4 separate regions of the Sus scrofa genome follow, and all the other regions are linked to region 1. Evidence: chromatin contacts called from public Hi-C, HiChIP or PLAC-seq and promoter capture Hi-C data. All regions are on one chromosome and are shown on one strand. The core of a region is the stretch at or near the end of the contact, and the rest is flanking DNA. Distances in the headings are between cores, read along the strand shown. Region 1 holds the start of LOC110256340. Region 2 holds the start of NDUFB5 (NADH dehydrogenase [ubiquinone] 1 beta subcomplex subunit 5, mitochondrial). Region 3 holds the start of ACTL6A (actin-like protein 6A). Region 4 holds the start of GNB4 (guanine nucleotide-binding protein subunit beta-4).

Region 1 (3,484 bases), core at 517-3,016:
GGGAGGGGAAGGAAACGAGAAACAAGGCAGCGGCCAGGAGAAAAGAGGGAGCGGCGAGCCTTCGCCTCCGTATTTGGGTGAGGCCAGTGGCCGCCGAGGGAGAAGGAGCCGCGAGCGCAGGCGAACTCCGCTGCGGGCCGACGTTGGGAGAGACGACCGGCGGGCAGCCCCCGCCCAAGACGGCGGGCGCGCCCGTAAGTCCCCGGCACCCACCCGGCCCCATCCCGACCGCACCCGTTCCAGGCCACTCCGCGCTCTACTCACGCTCGGGGCTCCTCCAGGCTCCGCGGCTCCAACCGCATCGGGTCCCAGCCCCGCGCACGGCGGCGGCGGCGGCGGCGGCGGCGGCGCCGAGGGAGAGGAGAGCGGGCGGCACAGCCCCCGCCTCCCGGCCCCTCTCCCCCGCCGCTCCGGAGCTGCCCGGCCGGGCCCGAGCCCTGCTTCGCCGGCGGCCCCAGCCCCAGCGGCCGCAGCGGCAGCAGCCCGAGACCTTAGCGGCCGCAGCGGCGGCACCGGAACTGCCGCTTTCTCCTTCTCGCAGCCTCTCCTCGCTAGCCCCCGCCGCACGCCCCCCCCCCACCCCGTCTCCTTTCTCTGTCACCCCTGTTTTTTTTCCTTTTGTTTCCAGAATAAACTTTATTGGTCTCTTTTTCCGCTCACATCGTGTAAACAAACAACGAACTCTTCCCCACCCCCTCGACTCCCCCCTCCTTGGGTAGAGGAGGGTAAGAGCCGATGAAGGGGCCGAGCCTACTATGCCCCGGAAGCAGATGCGCAAACAAGGGGAAGTGAAATTGCAGAGACCTGGAGAGGGAAATGGGCAAATCGGGTAACAGTGTGCCAATGCGCCTGCGCCTTGGTTTTCTGCCCGAAGTTCGGGTGGTGCTGGAGGGGCTTTTCGGGCCCGCGAGTGTTTAATGCTGTTGTTTATTTGCGGTAGTGAGGCTACTGTGTCATCCTAGGGCGGCATATATGTCCTATATCTGTTTCTACGAGCAGCAGGCAAGTTAGGGTGGAGATAGAAGAAAGAATAATTGGGAGCAAATGAGCCCGTTCACTTTTACGCCCAAAGAGATTTCCTCCCGTTTCGTGGCGAAAGCAGAGGGCGCGGTAGTTAACCACCTATGTCAGCGGCTAACCAAAAGTGAATATCGATACTGGGAAGAAGTCTTTTTACACAACGTTGCTGCGCGTTCTTCTGCCAACGTAAGGTTAAGTTGTAGCCCATCCCAAAAGAGGAATGCCCTGCCACAGCCCTCTGCAATCCTTTGACTCACTCGGGGAGACCTTTTGCAGTGTCCTCCACCCCTCACCCCAAGATTTGAATTAGCTTGTAGGATTCAATTATGACTATTCAAAATACGTCTTTTTTTTTCATGTAGTGCCCACGAGACCTTAGAAAAGCCATTTTGGCTACACATTAGGTTCAAGGTGGTACTTTGGTACGGCGCACCATAGAAGCCTCTTTTTCCCTGAGAGTAAGAGGATCTGTTGCCTTTCGAGATCACTATTGATAAAGGCCCTGTTTTTTGCGTGTTTCCCCCCCTAGTGGTCTTTCATTGTATTGAAAAGGCGTAGGAACAGTGGTAAGAAGACTTAAGTCCTCTAACTAGGGCTCTCCCTTGAATTGTAAGGAGTAGAGGACTTGGAAATAACCGACGGTAGAGATGTTACAGTCCAAGTTGTCATCCAGAGCAAAAAGCTCACCAATAACCAGTTTTTGCTCTAACACCACACGTCCATACCCAGTCGTAAATAAGATCCATTCCTCTCTATGTGGTCATAGTCTCATTTGACTGTATTTCTGTCTTTCCTGTGTTTTCTTTCTTAAGCTCTGGTTTTCATCTCACAATTCAGAGGTCTACGTTTCTAAATGCTTTTCTTGAACCAGTGTTTTTCAGTAGTTTCAGAACACTATGTTACTCCAGAGCAGGGGATTAAAAAAAAAAAAAAGCATAGCATTAAATTACTAGTCAAAGTAAACTTTATGACCACATTTCCCAAATTGTGTTTCCAGGCACAGAGGTTCATGAAATATTAATAGGTAGTCCTAAGTGGGGGAAAATTATAATTTTCCTTCTAAAATTTTTAAGAGAAAAATGCTCATTACATGTTACGATTTTTGTTATGTGATAATCTGTCTTTAAGAAATAAGTGTCACAGCAGAAATTCCCATACTTGGTACTTAAATGTGTGATTATTCAGTGATGCAGGATTAGCATGTACTGCCCAATTCACAGTTTTGATGTATATGGTTTATTTGGTGACCCTTGATCTATCATGTGTTTATCTTGCTTTCAGAAGTATTAGCACTATTGTTCAGTGTTTAGAATATGTTAGGCATCTGTATGACAAAACTCATTGCTCAAAGTCCTGCAGAAGAAGAATGTTTCAAAGGAAAAATTGAAATTGTTATTCCTGGGCTGTAAGTCAAACAAAAAATGCAATACCTCAGAATTAAGGAATTGTTTTCTTAAGAGGTGAAATGTCCAAGATGAAACTATTGTTCCATTCTAACACATTGGAAATATGATAACAGTTACTTGCCTTTGGTTTCATTTCCATTGAAAATAAAGATAACTGTTACTCACATGTGCATTGTGCACCAAAACATCCTCTGACAACATTTACCTCACTACTGAGCTTTGAAGTCATTTGGAAACAAGACTCAACTTGATTATGAAGCAATATACTCCAGATATATAAAATTGCCAAGTTGAGCAGTAAAAAAAAAAACAACACACCAAGGCCTAACAAAAGCGAGCTATCATGTAGCACTTATTAACTCAGTTATGGTCAAAAAACCATATTTTTAAGATTTTAGTTCTTTTCCATTTGTTAAGGTTTGTTTTGCCCCAGAATATCTTGGTAAATGTCCTGTGTACACCTGTAAAAGAACATTTTATGTATATTATTTGGTGGAATGTTCTGTGTTAATTATATTAAGTTGGTTGATAATGTTAGGTCTTCTATATATCCTTACTGGTTTTCTTCAGTAGTTCTATCAGTTTCTGGGAGAGGAACATTGATGTCTCCAACTATAGCTATGGACTTGTCTATTTCTCCTTTTGTTTCTGTATGTTTTTGCTTTATATGTCTTGAAGCTCTGTTGCTGGTGCACTTACGTTTAGAGGATTATGTGTTTTTGATGAATAGACTGTCATTATGTACCATCATTAAGTCACTTGTAATATCCGTGTTCTGAAACCTATTTTTTAAATATTAATGTGGTCATTCCATCTTACTTTGACTAGTATTTGTATGATATATAGTTTCCTATCTTTTTATTTATCTACATTGTTGTATTTTAAATAGATTACTTGTAGAAAACACATAGGTCTCTCTTTTTAAATTCAATCTATTTCTTTTTTTGATAGTTGTGTTTAGACTACTTACATTTAATGTAGATGTTGATAAGGTTGCATTTAGACCTACTTTTTTGTTATCTATTTTCTTTGTTCCCTATGTTTTCTCTGTTGCTACT
Region 2 (3,484 bases), core at 485-2,984, 480 kb before region 1:
AAAACATGTACACAGCTGAAACACAGTAACATTCACCATAACAATCAAATCCTTTCCGGATCCTGCTCCCAGTGGAAAGGTGCAAATTACCTGCAAGGATCATTCCAAAACTCCAAGAAAGGGGAGTAGTGTATATATAAAGAGGATCTAGGGGTGAAATTTTACCTCAGTTTATCTTCAATTAGGTATGATAAGAATTTTTTGGCTTTAAATTTCACCTCCTCTATAACTACGTATTGAATGCTTACAATGTATTTTTTTTTCAAGAGGAATTAAATGAATACCTTTAATATCTTAGAGTGGTGTCCAGCACATAAGTGCTCAATAAATGTTAGCTGATTATTCAATTTAATACAGGAATACACTTTTTTTTTTTTTTTTTTTTGGTCTTTTTGCCATTTCTTGGGCTGCTCCTGCAGCATATGGAGGTTCCCAGGCTAGGGGTCGAACTGGAGCCATAGCCACAGCAACACGGGATCCGAGGGGCATCTGCAACCTACACCACAGCTCACGGCAACGCCGGATCCTCAAACCACTGAGCAAGGCCAGGGAGGGAACCAGCAACCTCATGGTTCCTAGTCGGATTCGTTAACCACTGAGCCACCACGGGAACTCCAGGAGTACACTGTTTTTATAAATATTGAGTCACAGTTTTCTCATCTGTAAAGTGAGGGTAATATTATATACTCCCTTTATAGAATCGAAGAGGAAATAAAATATACTGAATACAAAGAATTTGATGTTTCCCCACTATGATTATTCATTCTCCTAGAATTCAACTCACAGTGTCCAAGAGGATCTAAATAACCCCACCCCCCGCAAGAAGGCAATGACTTTTCTAAGACCTAGGAACTTTTTCCTTATGGGTCCCTTCCTAAGATATTAAAAATAATTATTTTATGATTACATTCTATAAAACCATTACGATCCAGGCTGGATTCACCATCACATAATGCATTAACATTCTGGTCCTTTTCTTTCTGATTTTAAAATAAATTTAAGTTAAAACATTTTCGTAGACACCTAAAAATATCATCATGAAGGCACTGTGCCTACCAGATGAGTTAGCCCAGAGCCTCGTCACCTGTCTGTATATTATTACTTAGCATGGGTGGGCTCCTCAGCAACGTGATTTCCCACCTTGTGAGACTGAAATGTAGCCCAGGTGGAACATATAAAGAATCTGGTGCCTGAGAAAGATGGGTCTCAGCCCTGTGCCTTTCTAACCGCAGCTTCATCCTCAAATTAGCACCAACAGATCAGGTGAATGACGAAGTGTCTCACAAATTCTAATTAATAACTTTGACATGATCGATCTAATTCAGGAAATTCTCAGTCTCCTCACACAGCCCATGCTCCTTCTCTCAAGCCGCAAGTCCTCAATTTCTCCCCGCTCCCTCCGGATTCCACCAAGGTGACCCGGGAAAAGTCCTCTGTCTCTCCTGCCGCATTCCCTGACCGCGCTTTCTCCCAAAGCCAGCACTCACCGCCAGTCTTAGGAAAGCCATGGGTGAGGAAACCCCCGAATCCAAACCGTGTGCCAAGGCGGCTGCGGGACAGAGTGGCCACAGCAGTGACTGAAGCCCGCTGCAACAAACTCATTGCCGCCATGGCTACTATGGGCGAGAGAAGGGCGGGGAGGAGTAACGGGAGCCGAGAGTGTCAATTTCCTAACAAGGGCGAAGCCGGAAAATAGCCATGTTGACTGAGGGCAAAGCCAATTTCAGTGCTCGTTATCAGTCCGCGTGAGACACAGGAAGTGACGCCATTGTTGGCGGAAATACAGTTTGCTTACTGATCCGAAAAAAAATGGCTGCAGCCGGTTTGGCTGTGTTCTGTAGAAGAGTCTCGGCCGCCCTGAAGGCGTGTAGGTTGTTAATACGTCCTCAGGCCCCTCCTAGCACAAGGTAAGCGATGTGAGTAGTCTGTCCGCATCTCTAACTTTGGCTCATGTTTGGTTGCTGAGATGCTGAGAATGCTCAAGGATGGAAAGGCCGTTGGGATGGCTGGGCCCAAACCCACCTCTGTCAAGAGTAAGTGACCTTGGAGAAGTCTCCCACGTAAGATATTGCCGTCTTTCTCACACATTTTGTTCCACTTACTGTGGGGGGGGGGGTCTGTAAAAACCCAGTATTTTTAAAATTAAACCTAGAGGTACAGTTTGGCTGGGAGAGGTGGGAAAAACTTCACTGAAGAGCTTTTGGTTATGGAACTGAAAGCTCTGTCACGTTCGGGTGGATTTAAAAAAAAAAAAAAAAGGCGAGTCGGGATGGTGAGGAGTTTGTACTCCCAGAGTCTGTCATAAAGAGATTATTCAGTAAATATTGAGTGAATACATGAAAGTAGCCAAATGAATGGAAAGTCACCCTGCAGGTATTAGAAAAGAATATCCTACATGTGGCGCTCATTTCTAGAAAGACCGCTGTCTTCTGGACAGACCAATCATTTTTAGCGTTAAGGTATATCGTTTCCTCCTTTTTATTAACTTTTTTTTTTTTTTTTTTTTTTTTGCCTCAACCTCTGCACGTAGAATATCCCTGGCCAGGGATGGTACCCGAGCTGCAGTTGTGGTCTGTTCCCCTGTGATCTTTAACCCCCTAAGCCAAAAGGGAACAACTTTTGTTTTTAATGAATTGAATTTTATAAATAGTTGGGCATGTTATTTTTTTTTTTAAAGGAAGTAATGTATGTGCTTTTTTTTATAGAGAGAGTCTTAAAGTTTATTTTGGTAGACTTGCATTTATAGTCACTGGTTTAAAGTAGTTACTTTTCAGAGACGATTCTTTGAAGAAGATGCAAAGATTTCACCCTTTATTTTCAAATATGCATAGTAGTGCCCCAGGAATAAGGACTCTCCATCTTTGCCGGAGAGCAAACAGATCTATAGAATGTAAGCCTAAAATGACTCTTTTATGCACTCTGAAACTGCCAGATGAGGCTGGCTTCTCTCCTGGTTCTCAGACTCAAGGGTGAGGGCTGACCATGTGGTAGTCCTCCGGCATGTATGGGGCAGGGGAGGCTGCAAGCAGCCCCTATCTGGGCCTTGCACCCACCCCTCCTTGGGCTACTTGATCCCATGTTAGGCGTCAATGTGCTGCAGCAGCGAACCCCACCGGACACAATTACTTCTGACTTTGCTCCCTGCACTGTACATGCTGCTAGGAAGACAAGCGCCAAGGAGCACTGACCCAGCATGGCACTTAAGGAAGCCCTGCTACTGCTGTGTCCTATTTTAGGGCATTCGTCCTCAAGAATTACTCTGAAATTTGCCACCAGCCCAGAGGGAAGGGTGTCTTGCCTTTTACATAACTTAGTAGATGCTCAATGCACAGCCTCTAAACGCAGGCGCAATTCAAATATCCTGAAAGCACAGGCTAGTCCTGAGGTTAAGTGCCAATGCCGTGTCTTTAAAGATTAAGAAGAAAATGCAAGTTCCCGTTAAGACGTTGAAGCTCCTTGAGATCACAGATTACTGGGTGCACCA
Region 3 (3,484 bases), core at 734-3,233, 420 kb before region 1:
TATGAATATGCTGTGGTTATATACTTGAAGAACGGCTTATGGAGAAACAACCAAAAACCTTTTTTTTTTTTTTTTTTAAGTGGGAAAGGGTTTTACTGAAATGCCTTTTCTTTATCCCAGAGGTTCCTATTTCCCATTTACTAGAAAGTTAGGTAACTCTAGGCTAGCTACTTAATCTTTTCTAAACCTCATTTTCCTCTTTAATAATACAGGGATAAGCAGTACCATCCCCCACGGTTGTTGTTGATTAAGTTCATGCATGTGTTAAATGCAACAGCAAGCCTCTGGAACAGTTCTTGGTACACAGCATGCACTCAATAAATGTTAACGTTCGCATTATTGGTATCTATTTCTACCTTAATCACATTAAACAATGCCTTGTAAGGAATTACTCAGTGGGTAGCCTTTAGGTCCTTGGATCAGTGAACCTGAAAGTCAATACAGTCAGTAGCCTTCATGAGGCAAAGGCACATAGATCCAGTTTTTCTGTCAGGACTGCATCTTCAGATGGGAGAGAAGTAAATCATGAAGATCCACTAGGCTTTCTTCAAAGTAAAAATGGGAAACTACTAACTCTCACATTTGAGAAATTAAAACTAAGAACATATACAGGGAAGGAGGGGGTGAGGGTCAGTGTGTCACCTGAGACTCAAGCTTCATTTCAAAACTACTAAGAACTTTAAAAACCTTATTTTCATATCCTACCTATAAAACCTCTTCAGAAACAATATCCTTACTAAACACAACAACAAGACCAACATTTTGGGTTAGGAAATCATATAACTCAGTGCTTCACCTAGGTATCTTGCAAAAAAACGGAGGCTCTAATTCAGTATTTTCTAAAGAGCTTACAAGTGAAGCTGATGCTATTGATCTTTGGCTCATACTTTGAGTAGCAAGTGTAGCATTACCCCCCCTTAACCTTCACAATCATCCCAATGGGTAGGAATTTTCATTCCACAAACGAATCGTCTGAAGTTGGGAAAAGTTAAACAACTTGCCCAAGGCAAAGAGTTTAATAAAAAGTGAGGCTGATATTACAACCCAGGTGGATGTAAGCCCCAGCCCGCGGAAATCTTTCACTATACCGCGCACCCCACTCATTCTTAAATTACCCATATCTCTATACTAACCCTGAGCAGACCCGCCCACGAATAACTCTGGAGAATCCACAGTCAACATATATGCAGGAGTTATTGAAAGGTGAGGCAGCATGAGTGCGGAGCGCGGACGGAGAGGAGGCTGCGTCCGGAGTGGCCGCCACTCCTCCAATCAGTTCCAACCCTCGCGGCTCGCTTTGCCATCTCCCCGACGCCGCGAAAACCCGCGGTCCACACTAGCTAACTGCCGGGACCTCCCAAGTTTAAACACGCAAGCACGCACACCCCAACAGAGCCGACTGCCTGAGAAGAGCCCCTGAGCCGGCCAATCCAGTCGCGGCTCGCCGGGCCGGGCCCCCGAGGGGAGCTGTCCGCCCAGCCCCGGGGCGGCGTGCACCCCCAAAAACCGGTTCCCCGGCGGGCGGAAACTGGAAGAGGCCCCAGGGGGCGGCGACTCCGGGCGCCCGGGGCGATCGTGGAGCCGGGTGGGCTCCGGGGGCGGGCAAAGCGCGGGGCGGGGATGGGGCGGGGAGGCCGGGGTCCCGAGAGGGGGAGACCGGAAGGGCCGCCGGGGAGGGGAGGGGAGGGGAGGGCTGGGGGCGGCGGTTACGAACCCCACACGCTAAAAAGGCGCGCTCTCGAGCAGCCGCACTCACTCACCTCCCCCGTACACCCCGCCGCTCATGGCTGCTGTTGACGCGACTCCTACGCTAAAGGACACCAGGCGAAGCGACCGCAACCGCCGCGACTACAGATCCGGAGACGCTCTAGCCCCCGACCCTCTTAACTTCCACCGCCACCCCCCTCAGGCAACAAAGCGGCGTCCACACACCCCGGAGCGCAGTCACACTTGCTGGCTCCCCTTAGCAGCCAATCACAAGAGGCCCGGCTATATTTCAACCAATAAGAACGAGGCTCTGCCGCGCTCCCCGTCGCGGCACAGCCAGTTTAGCCAATTGAAAACAGCCATGGGGGCGGGGAGAATGGAAAGCGACGGAAGGAGAGGAGTTGAGTTGCGGAACTGGGGGGGGCGGAGCTTCCCGAAAGGGCCCGAGAGTGGGGCGGAGGGAGCGGGAGAGGGAGGAGGCAGGCTGTCGGCAAGAGTATGGGGCCGGACCAGGGGGTGAGGCTGCGCGTGGAGGAGCGGTGGGAATCCGGCAAATCCAGATAAACCTCTAGAAGGGGGTCTGGAATCCTCTCCATGCGATAGTTCCGACGGCTTTGGATATTGGTGAATGAAGAATTTTTTTAAAGCTATTTTCAACGAATTTATGTTGAAAATATTAACGTGCCATGCGCCAGTTTGGGGTAGGGAGAATCTGTAAATCGGACAAACCGATAGGACCGTGAAGTTTTTTAAATGGTTATGAATAGTTGAAAGAAGGGAATGATACAGTATCCCGCTAAATTTAGGTAGCACTTTACAAGTTGTTTTTCAAAGTGTCATAAATTTCTTTTATCCTCTGAGCCAGGTGTAAAGCAATATAGTCAATCCTCCTCCAAGCGATCACCTAATCCTAAATACATCTCCAACCTGTCTATTTCTACTGGTACAGATCACCGTTGTCGCTCCTCTGGATTACTACAATAACTTGTCGCCTTGCCCTTTTAGCCATTTTGCAGGCGGCTTGATTTATGAAAATACCCAAAGCATGGTCATGTCGCTCCAGCTAAAATTCTTAAGATCAGTTGTATGTCTTCATGGTTCTTGGTCTGCCTAGAGTCTAGACATATAGGTACCTCTTATCTTAAGAACAGTTGAATAAAGCCGCATCAGTCTCAGTGCCAGCAGCAAGGCTGAAAGTGATAGTAGGGTGGGGAACAAGGTTAGGGAGAAAACCCTTCCCTATTTACTTAGTGTAATGGCAGTATACCTGATCATTTAGAAATTCCCGTTTACCCAATGAGACAATGCAGAAGTCAGCAAACTATGGCCCCAGGGCCAAATCCAGACTACTTTGTTTTTGTGTGGCTGTTGAGCTATTAATGACTGTTCCAGTTAAAAAAAAATTAATAATTTTAAGAAAAATATTTCGTGACGTGAAAATTATGTAAAATTCACATTTATCTAATGATAAGCTGTTTTACTGGAATATGTTTGTGGCTGCTTTTTTGTCTGAAGGGCAGTGTTGAGTTTTAGTACAGAGGCCATAGCTGGAGGCTATATTTACTATTGGATCACTTATAGGGAGAGTTTCCTGACCCCAGTGACAATGCATGTAACACATCTAACACATCTAGTACCATGCACAAAGTACTCTGGGTTAACTGTGGCCCCATGATTACAGTTCTCACTGCAGATACATACATACATACTGTAAATAAAATTCTGTCTCCACTCTGTTTTTATGTTGTGTTTAATAAAGCCGATGAGTTATAAAATA
Region 4 (3,484 bases), core at 660-3,159, 330 kb before region 1:
GTGGGATTTAGGAGTTCCAGTTGTGTATCAGCGGGTTAAGAACATGGCTAGTATCTACGAGGATGTGGGTTTGATCCCTGGCTTACTCAGTGGGTTAAAGATCTGGTGCTCTGTGGCTGTGGTGTAGGCCAGCAGCTCCAGCTCCAGTTCGACCCTGGCCTGGGAACTTCCACATGGTGGAGGTGTAGCTGTAGGAAAAAAAGAAAATAAAAAGAAAGTTGGCTTTGGAGTCAACCCAATCTGGATTCCATGTAAGGCTATGACACTTTCTGTATAATTCTAGGTAAATGCCATAATCTCACTGAGCCTCAATTTACTAATCTGTAAAATGGGGATAGAATGCACATTGTAAAGTCAGTATGAGAATAATACAATATCAGAAAGCAGGGAGTCTGGAGTTCCCGTCGTGGCTCAGTGGTTAACGAATCTAACTAGGAACCATGAGATTGTGGATGCGATCCCTGGCCTTGCTCAGTGGGTTAAGGATCCCGAGTTGCTGTGAGCTGTGGTGTCGGTTGCAGATGTGGCTCAGATCCCAAGTTGCTGTGCTCTGGCGTAGGCCGGCAGCAACAGCTCAGATTAGACCCCTAGCCTTGGAACGTCCATATGCCCTGGGAGTGGCCCTAGAAAAGGCAAAAAGTCAAAAAAAAAAAAAAAAAAAAAAGAAAAAAAGAAAAAAGGAAAAGAAAGAAAGAAAGAAGAAAGCAGGGAGTCTGGTACATAATAGGAATTTCTTAAATAAATAACAATTTTCCTTTGCTTCCTCCTAAAAATGACAAAGCTCAAGATTTAATCATTAAAATCTATAAACAGTTACAGTTGCAAAGGACCCATTCAGGTCCCAATCAACCTTCCAGACACCCCACATTAAGAAATGAAAATTTGGGGGGGAACCCTATAATTTTATCATCCTAGTACCACAGCTGTTTCCATTTTTGTTATGGTCTGGCTTTTATACAAAGGGTCACATTTTCTCCACAGCTTCAGTCAGGGTGCATTCATCACAAAGGTACTAGAAGATTTATTCCAGGTGATAGTGGGAAGCTGCTGAAGAAGAAATGGAAGGCTGCGGAGGTGTTAAAGTTCTCTGAAGATATTGTTCAAACCTTTCTCCAGCACAGAAACTCGACAAAGAACTCCTCTGCAGTTTTCGTTACCCAGGGCTGTTTCTTTAAATTGTTTGACGTCAGAGAAGGAATGCTATAGCAACAGTCTGTCAAACTGGAATTAACTCAGAAGAAAGATGGGGGTGGGGAGAGGAAAATTGCTCCCGGGCGGTACTGACTTCAGAGGAAGCAAATTTGGTAGATGCATTCATTTTATGACATTTTAAACATAAAACACCCAGAGAAATGTGGGAAAAGTCGGTTGCATGTGATGTTTTAACTCATGCAGAGACAAGTGACTTGATGGGGTTATCTGGAAGGCCTCCTTTCATCAGTGACAATAGTAACAACTTCCAAGCATTGATTATTTATTCAGAGGTAGGCTCTGTTTAAATGTTATCTCATTAAAAATTTTAGCACCTTTATGAGGCAGATACACTATCCCTATTTCGCCGGTGAAACTAAGGCCCTGAGACGGTACAGGATCACAAAACTAGCGACATTAGAGCTGGGATTGCAGTGCAATTTTGTAAGACTCTGGGCTTCAGTTTACTCTCTTACATTTAAAATTCCAGAAATGTTAAACCTAAGCGGGACCTTGAGATCTTCTAAGTCAGCCCCCCTGCCCTACCCTCAAGCAAACTGAGGCCTGTACTGTGCCGGGAAGGAAAACTGGCCAACCCACTTGGGCGCTACTCAGAAGTGTGCTCCGTCGTCCAGGCGCTGCACCAAGAAAACGAAACTGCCTGGGAATTAATGTTTTTCTTCTCCTTCTAGCAGGAAACGAGATAGAAAATAGGAAGCAGAAGCTGTGCGCAGCGCCAGCTGCCTTCGCCCCCTGCCCAGGCCGCGCACGCTCAGGGGTCTGCGCGCGCCCGCGCCGCGTCCCCGCGGGACCCGCGCGCCTCGTGCCTCGCGCCTCGCGCCTCAAGCCACGTCCCCGCCCCGGCCCCGCGCGCCGCAGAGTTGGCTGCTGGGCGGCGCGGGCCTGGGTGTGGTCGGCGGATCTCCGCGGCGTTGGTCTCGGCGGTGCGCTGCGCTGCGCTCCGCACGCCCGGTCCGTGCGCCAGGAGCTGCGAGGCGCCCAGCCGACCCTCGGACGCCGGGTCCAAGCCGGCCCGAGCTCCCTCCAGGTAGGCGGCTGCCGCGCAAGCTGCGGCTGGTCGGTGCGCCCCGCGGGGGCATCTCGGGCTTCCTGCAGGGGGGCGTGAGGCGCCGCGAGGCTGCCCCGGCGGAACTCGGCCCTGGAGGCGGCCCGGGTCCGGCAGAGTTCCTCCTGACCCGAGGATTGGGAGCTCCGGTCGGCGAACCCTGCCTGGGAGGACGGGGCGGGCGCGCCTCGGTGGCGCTCTAGTGCAGGGACCGGCCGTTTGGCCGCAGCTTCGGACACTTCCTAGGCCCTTGGGACCGCTCGCTCTGGGCAGCGAGGGGGTGAGCCATGGTCCCTGGGCTTTCGACCCCTAGGTGCCTCTCCGCACCCCGAGGTCCCTTCGGGGCACTGGAACGCGAGCTGGTGTTTGTCCTGAGGATAGCGATTATTCAGGGCTGCCCAAAAGGGTTATTGGGTCGAGAGCCCTGGGAGAGCTCATAAAAGTTCTCCACTGAGTGCTAAAAATGAGTCCATTAGTTTCGTGTTAAATTTATTTTGGAAATATGATGCACAGTAAGGGGGGGTGTTAAGAATTTTGAATACTTTTAAGTTCAACACATGATAAAATGTTTTCCTTTTCTCTCCACGTTCTTTTTCTGCTTCAGAACACAAATAATTTCCTTGTGCTTTGATATTTATTGCTCTTCCGTCGGTAAAGGAAGATAGAATTCCCAAAAGTTTAAAAACAGGCTTAAATTTGTTTATAGAAGCAGTTTGTTATTTTGCATCTCTCTCTTCCCTTTTTTCCTACTCCTTCCCTTTCTCTTTTAATAAAGGGTGTGGACGCATCTTTCTCCCTCCACTGGCAGAATAGCTCGGTCTGTGAATTAGCACCCTACTGGAAAGTTTTCTTAAGACATTCGGCATTGAATTGTTGATTAGAACGCTTTACTATCGGTCCATCTTAGTGTTGCAAACTGAGATTGTGACCTTTAAGTGTGTCTTTTAGAACAGAAACAGAGCACACTCTCCTTCTTTAAGATGAAAGAGAAGTCATTTCTAGTCGCCAAGGAAAACAATAGTCTGTATAGGTAAAGTTGTATGCTTTGAATCTCTTCGCCATTGCATATTTTTATTTTTTAGACTTTTCAGTGTGGGGCTTTTGGTTTATTACTGATCCTGGGCTCTGAAAGTTTATTGTATATTTCAGTATTTGGTTACAGATCATTTAAAGACTTTACATGTTGCATTTTGGTTTGTAGATGAATTTGAAAGTGAAATAGGAACT

The links. Promoter capture Hi-C pulls out the DNA fragments that hold promoters and counts their contacts. Hi-C and Micro-C count contacts between places; a contact is called where the count stands out from the background. HiChIP or PLAC-seq counts read pairs in DNA pulled down with a chosen protein or histone mark.
Region 2: a contact with region 1 is called in a Hi-C map of liver, with 5 times the contacts expected there. The contact joins the promoter of NDUFB5 here to the promoter of LOC110256340 in region 1. A contact is called at or near these places in 2 of 5 promoter capture datasets (fetal liver and liver), 1 of 47 Hi-C or Micro-C datasets (liver) and 1 of 2 datasets of contacts at active chromatin or transcription factors (alveolar macrophages).
Region 3: a contact with region 1 is called in a promoter capture Hi-C map of fetal liver, with 2.6 times the contacts expected there. The contact joins the promoter of ACTL6A here to the promoter of LOC110256340 in region 1. A contact is called at or near these places in 3 of 5 promoter capture datasets (fetal liver, fetal skeletal muscle and liver), 7 of 47 Hi-C or Micro-C datasets (alveolar macrophages, embryonic fibroblasts, heart right ventricle and 4 more) and 1 of 2 datasets of contacts at active chromatin or transcription factors (alveolar macrophages).
Region 4: a contact with region 1 is called in an H3K27ac HiChIP or PLAC-seq map of alveolar macrophages. The contact joins the promoter of GNB4 here to the promoter of LOC110256340 in region 1. A contact is called at or near these places in 2 of 47 Hi-C or Micro-C datasets (embryonic fibroblasts and mesenteric adipose tissue) and 1 of 2 datasets of contacts at active chromatin or transcription factors (alveolar macrophages).

What each region holds. Positions count from the first base shown.
Region 1 is chr13:117,177,619-117,181,102 of Sscrofa11.1, reverse strand. LOC110256340 reads right to left here and starts at 1,766. Exons shown (of 3, transcript XM_021069818.1): 1 at 1,746-1,766; 2 at 265-958. The coding sequence starts at 1,766.
Region 2 is chr13:117,654,661-117,658,144 of Sscrofa11.1, reverse strand. It overlaps NDUFB5 (NADH dehydrogenase [ubiquinone] 1 beta subcomplex subunit 5, mitochondrial), which reads right to left and starts at 1,734. Exons shown (of 6, transcript XM_003132546.2): 1 at 1,488-1,734. The coding sequence starts at 1,611. It overlaps MRPL47 (39S ribosomal protein L47, mitochondrial), which reads left to right and starts at 1,757. Exons shown (of 7, transcript XM_003132547.4): 1 at 1,757-1,907. The coding sequence starts at 1,810.
Region 3 is chr13:117,596,914-117,600,397 of Sscrofa11.1, reverse strand. It overlaps ACTL6A (actin-like protein 6A), which reads right to left and starts at 1,983. Exons shown (of 14, transcript XM_003132545.5): 1 at 1,761-1,983. The coding sequence starts at 1,785.
Region 4 is chr13:117,511,812-117,515,295 of Sscrofa11.1, reverse strand. GNB4 (guanine nucleotide-binding protein subunit beta-4) reads left to right here and starts at 1,909. Exons shown (of 10, transcript XM_021069860.1): 1 at 1,909-2,239.